Linked DNA regions of Mus musculus: region 2 is linked to region 1. The links are chromatin contacts, called in public promoter capture Hi-C maps. All regions are on one chromosome and are shown on one strand. Each heading gives the region's core, a stretch centred on a gene start, on an enhancer-like site or on the middle of the called end of the contact. The rest is flanking DNA. Distances are from core to core; before and after follow the strand shown.

What was found. Promoter capture Hi-C pulls out the DNA fragments that hold promoters and counts their contacts.
Region 2: a promoter capture Hi-C map of 3T3-L1-derived adipocytes shows a contact between it and region 1, with 5 times the contacts expected there. The contact joins the promoter of Vwa3a here to the enhancer-like site in region 1. A contact is called at or near these places in 5 of 39 promoter capture datasets (3T3-L1-derived adipocytes, frontonasal cranial neural crest, liver and 2 more), 2 of 115 datasets of contacts at active chromatin or transcription factors (astrocytes and large pre-B cells) and 2 of 9 other capture datasets (adipose tissue and liver).

Annotation. Positions count from the first base shown.
Region 1 is chr7:119,719,368-119,722,067 of GRCm38.p6, forward strand. Thumpd1 (THUMP domain containing 1) reads right to left here. Exons shown (of 5, transcript NM_145585.3): 2 at 1,144-1,537. The coding sequence starts at 1,374. Among named protein-coding and RNA genes, the nearest start is that of Thumpd1, 2.9 kb to the right of the region's middle. Within about 2 kb of position 1,439, at least 339 of the 459 cell types and tissues checked have an H3K27ac peak or open chromatin away from gene starts, as enhancers often do. A contact at or near this core is called in 3T3-L1-derived adipocytes, adipose tissue, astrocytes and 2 more, where this site is marked.
Region 2 is chr7:120,738,105-120,740,877 of GRCm38.p6, forward strand. It overlaps Vwa3a (von Willebrand factor A domain containing 3A), which reads left to right and starts at 1,453. Exons shown (of 34, transcript NM_177697.3): 1 at 1,453-1,839; 2 at 1,925-2,026. The coding sequence starts at 2,007.

The DNA of each region.
Region 1 (2,700 bases), core at 189-2,688:
ACTTATGTGAAACCCCCAGTGGCAGAGGTCTCAATGTTGACAAATAAATTTCTTTATTAGATTAATAAAATACAACTTCCAAAATGTACATTAAGAAATAAATTCCCCGGGCTGGTGAGATGGCTCAGTGGGTAAGAGCACCCGACTGCTCTTCCGAAGGTCCGAAATTCAAATCCCAGCAACCACATGGTGGCTCACAACCACCCGTAATGAGATCTGATGCCCTCTTCTGGTGTGTCTGAAGACAGCTACAGTGTACTTACATATAATAGATAGATAAATAAATAAATAAATTAATTCCCTGTGTGTGGTATGTGTCATCTGAAAATGCTTTCAGACCCATCTGGATAGTGGCAGGCAGGCAATGTGGCTGTGATAGGATTAGAACCAAATGTATGAGAGAACTAAATAAAATCCCTTACTCCCACTATAAGAAAGAGAGCACACAAAGCAGTGGCCGGTGCTTGCAATCCCTACACCTGGGGAGCTGAGGCCAACCTGAGGTAGCCAGCAAAGTCTTCTGTCAAAAACAAAAGGGGCTCCACAAAAAGGGAACTTGCACGAGGCACCAGCATAGACAGGGTCCTGTCCTACCAAGGTCATTTTCAATCAGGTAATAAAAATAATTGTGTACACTGAAGGAGCCTTTACAAATTCCTATTCTGCCCCCCTCCTCTCTAGTAGTGGGGCCTGCTACACTATCTTTCTCCACACTTCAGAGTGTGCAGGTGTATCCGGGATCTAAGCCAAATAATATTGGGGCTGCCAAACCGCCATAGGATGAGATCTGAAATGTATTTTCAAGGGCACTTGGAAAATAGCATCCCTTTCACTATCTCAGATCTTAGCTTGTAGCAACTTCGCACTGACGCGAGAGGTACACATCCGAACGGGTTTTAGCACACTCCCTGGTCCACAGAAGGCAATCGAGACGTGGGAGTCACTGTCGTTAGTGATGTCAAGAAAGCCTAAAGAGCCAGCCCGGAGGCCCACGCCCACCAGGCACATGACCGCAATAGTAGCCACTTTAGGGGCGGGAAGGTAAGCGGGGTCATTCAAGCACTGTACTGGCGCTTTGAAGCAACTGCCGCCTCCGCACCCCAGAAGAGCCCACGGGCGGCTCGCTCTCCCCAAGGCTCGTACCTTTTCCGGCCCGTACATGTCGTCGCCGTACTCGTTGAGCAGGCTGTAGGCCTCCTCCACGCACTTGCGCTCGTTCATGTTGCAGGTGATGAGGATGCCCTGCAGGCCGGGCTCCAGCTGCCGCGGGCCGCCTGCGTCACCGCGTCGGGCCCGCTTGGCCGGCAGGAACTGGGATTTGCCTTTGCGCTTTCCGGCAACAGGCTGAGGGGACTGCTGGGCGGTGGTCGCCATGCTTCCTACTATCCACGTTCCTTGGCGTCTTCGTCTGCGCGGACGCGGGGTGATTGCGTCACACGTACGCGACAGTTTGCCCAAGCGGTCCTGCACGCCGCCTTCCGGTGGCTCCGGTGCCGCCCAGTCCTCGCATAAAGTGACAACAGCTTCCAAGTGGGCTCTGGACGTAAACGTAGATTTTGAACTCCAGCAGAGTGTAAAACGTGCTCACAAAGAAATGGTTTATTTACCCGTTCATATTTGTTTGTTTTAAAGTTAAGGTTTATCGTGCTAGTCGCTGTTTAAAGAACGGAGGTCGTGCCATCAGCAGAACATGACATTTATTGTCCTTATTAGGTTTCTCAGGAGTCACTGGAGTCTACCATATTACCATGAGGAACAGAAGGGACTCAGTGAAGGCAGACCCTGGCACCGTGAGAGCATTAAACACTAAGTTGTAAAATGTGTCTATATTAATACTAGAGCTACTGTATTCATCTCTTTCTCCTTGCCTCTGTTAGACACGGATGTCCTAACATGTGAGAGTGACCAATTGGTAAGATGTTCTGCATACCCCTGGTTTTGACAGGAACGTTACATTTCTTGCTTCTGAACAAAACGATTGAGACAAAAGCAGTTTTGTTCCAAAAAGATTATCTCATCCACACACACACACAATGTGTGATGGATTGTAGAAGTAACTCAAGAATTTAAAAAAAACCTCTTTCTGGACCAACAAGCCAACTCAGCTGGAAAAAGCATTTGCTCCCAAGTCTGAAGATCCCAGGACCCCACATGGTGAAAAGAGGGAAGCCAACTTGGCAACTGTCCTCTAACAGCCAGGTGTGCTCATATACACACATATACATGGGCTTAAACACTCTGAAACATCCTGGTTTAGGGATGCAGTTTAGCCCCTGTGTCCCTGATCCATCAGTATCACCCTGAGTACATTTTGTCATCTGTTTACATCCTTACTGAGATGGACATTTGAACATGCACTAGGCTCCCAAGTCTGTGCTGTTGTCCCTGACTGGTTGGTTCTTGCTGCCTAATTCAAATAAAGATCATGCTTTGCTGGACCCTTGTGCCTGCTTGGGTGGTTTGGATTTTAGAACCCTAACACACATGACAGTAGGGTTAATTGGAGAAGTGATGTTCCTGATTAGGAAAAGAAAGGCTGATGTCAGTGCCCAGTGGAAAGGTGGCCCAGACAACCCTGGGTTGATGGGAATGCCCGGGAACCATGAAAGGTGCTCTCTTTTGGTTTACCTACAAACTTCATCCAAGTAATAGGGGAGAAGAAAAGATAACCGTTTAAGAAAAATAGGGCCAGGTGTGGTG
Region 2 (2,773 bases), core at 203-2,702, 1.0 Mb after region 1:
CCCACCCCCCACCTTAAGCTAGTTTGAGTTTCTCTTAATTCACAGGAGCTCGGTACACTCCCCTGTGCTTGACTTTAAACACATCCCTCCCCTGCCCTCCTCCCGTCCTTTGGCAGCCTCTCTTAGTCAGGAATTTAAAACGCAGTTGACTTCATGCTGCTTCTCCACCTCACAAGGAGCACCTGCTCCGTTTGCAATAAAGGAAAATACAAGTTAATCCCTCCAACATACATCCCATGATGTTACCAGGTGAGAGCTTTTAAAAGAGTGACCAGAGAGGGATGAACAGACCCTACCAGCTCCAAAGAACTAATGGTAAGAAAACAGATACACCTACCCAGGCAGACAGACATACATGCCTTTCATCTCAGTACTCTGAGTTCAAGATTGAGTTCCAGGACAGCCAGGACTACACAAAGAAACCCTGTTTCAAAAAACTAAAACTAAAACCAAAGGAAAGGAAAACAGACATCCCTGTTGTGCTTTGATACTCAACAAGAGCCACACTCTAGAGATCTACAAAAGGTTTGCTGCTGGGTGTGGTGACGTGTGCTTGCAGTCCCTACCCTTGGGTGGCTGAGGCAGGAGTGGCTGCACATCACAAGCCTGACACACAGCTTTCTCCTCTCCCTCTCCTGTGGTCTCCATAAGCCATCCTGGCTTTCCTTGTAGCTCAGGTGGATCCAGAATGTGCTTAGTGGGCTCAATGAAAGAAGGCTTCCCTTGAAATGTTAAAAAGGGAAAACAAAACAAAACACCGAAAACCCTGTGTATCTCAGAAGCAAGGGAGATGGGGAAATGCCTTTCTGGGACCCTTACGTTTCAAAAAACAATGCCAAAAAGTTAACCAGCTTCCACCCCCACCCAACCCTTGTATCTAGGGCCTCACAGAATATAAGCTGGCCTTGAAATTCTGTACCCGTGACCTCCCACCTAGGATTCCCCTCAAGATGGGCACATGTGCTCCTGACCTTCATTCACATCACATCTCATAGCACTGTCATCCTGTCGTCCCCTCAAGCCTTTCTGACCTGCCCCTTGCCCGCCTTGTTGGTGTTGGCAAGAGTGCTACATGCCCTGAATTTGCACAGGGCATTTGCAACCCACAGAGCCTGACAATTACCATTTTCTATTTGGGAAGTTTGGTTGTTTTTGATCTGGCCTGGAATGAGCACCTCAAAGACAAGTCCCCAAGTCACCGGAGTTCCAGCTTCCGGAGCAAAAGGTTCCGGAAATGAAGACCAACTTAAGGGTGTCTGGAATGAGAAGAGCTTAGCCACTTGCTAGCTGGGGGACCCTGGGTGGAGCCCCTCATCTCTGTGTCTGTAGAAAGGTGCCAAGGAGTGTGAAACTGTGTGCCAAGTGCTAGTTACATCACAATCACTTGAGGCCATTGTTAAAGGGTCCTGCTGCACTGCAGCACAATCCCGGGCTACTCTCCTGAATGAGACCAGACCACACAGGTGAGTCCTCTTGAGTCCCTGGGTTTGGGAACTGCTGGAGTGAATGACCTTTGTAGCACCTGGCTGCGGAGACACTGACCTGCTGACTCCAGCTGGGCGTTGGCCTGGTGCTGCCAGATCTCCTAGGGCTGCTTCCCAATCCTCAGGGGAACTGAAGAGGAAGGCTCTTGGGCTTCCCTTGCATTGTTCCTCCATTCCGGCCACAAGAAGGCAGCAGGCAACAGGGCTCCACTGGCCTAAACCATACATAGACCTGGCTGACCCAGAGGTTCTAAAAGTAGAAAAGCAGGTCACATCCTGCCTTTATCAGGAAAAGAAACACAGATTAACCTGACAGAGGGACTTGCAACAGTCAAGGAGCCCCTTTATCCCTGGGGTGAGCAAGCTCTTTGCCTTTCCCTGCCCCAAGCTGGCGTGGTGCAGTCTGTTACCTTGGAGACCAGCTAACACTTATCTCACAGGCAAGCTGCTCTATAGCGTTTGTTTGGAGGAGCTTGGAGCAGAGAGGTCCTGCTGTGCCTTCTCCCAAAGATGGAGATGTAAATGAAGAAATGCAGATGGAGGTGAGTGTCACAAGGGTTGGCAAGTGGGGAGAGAGAATGGTTGAGCATTGGCCAAAAGAGAAAGATTTCTGTACTTGGTGCTGAGGATCTGAAACAGTGTGGAGACAGCAGGACTTCCATAGAGTTTCCACTGTGGGGTAACACGTAGGATTCTGGGGTTTCTTGGCAGACAGGGGGTTAAGGATGTTTGTAGAAGTAAGCACAGCTTGAGGATGGTTAGTGAAGTGTGTGTGTGTGTGTGTGTGTGTGTGTGTGTAGAGGTTTCCAAGGAGCAGAGCGGGTGACGGGTGGGGTTGAGAAGCAAGGAGTTGTTCTGAAAGAATGGTGAGCCTTGGTAACTCTTGGGTCCCAGAGTTACCAGGAACTTGGCAGGGTTCTATGCAAGAGCGATGGCTCACTCTGGTAACATGGACTGCACAGGAGCAGTGGAGTAACTGTAGTTAGATAACAAGGCCTAGGCGCTAGGAAGATGGCTCAGCAGGTAAGAGCACCGGCTGCTCCTCCATGGGACCCAGGCTCAGTTTCCAGGGACCTACTGCCCTCCTCTGGCCTCCTCCAGCACCAGGCACACACGTGATACACATACATATATACATGCAGGTGAGATGCTCAAACATTAAGTACATAAATCTTCTTTAAAAATTAAATCATGCACATAAAAATAAAATTTGAAATCTACAATAACAATAAACAGGCCCTGGGTCAATGAGCTTGCTCAGCAAATAAAGGCATTTGTCATCAACCTGA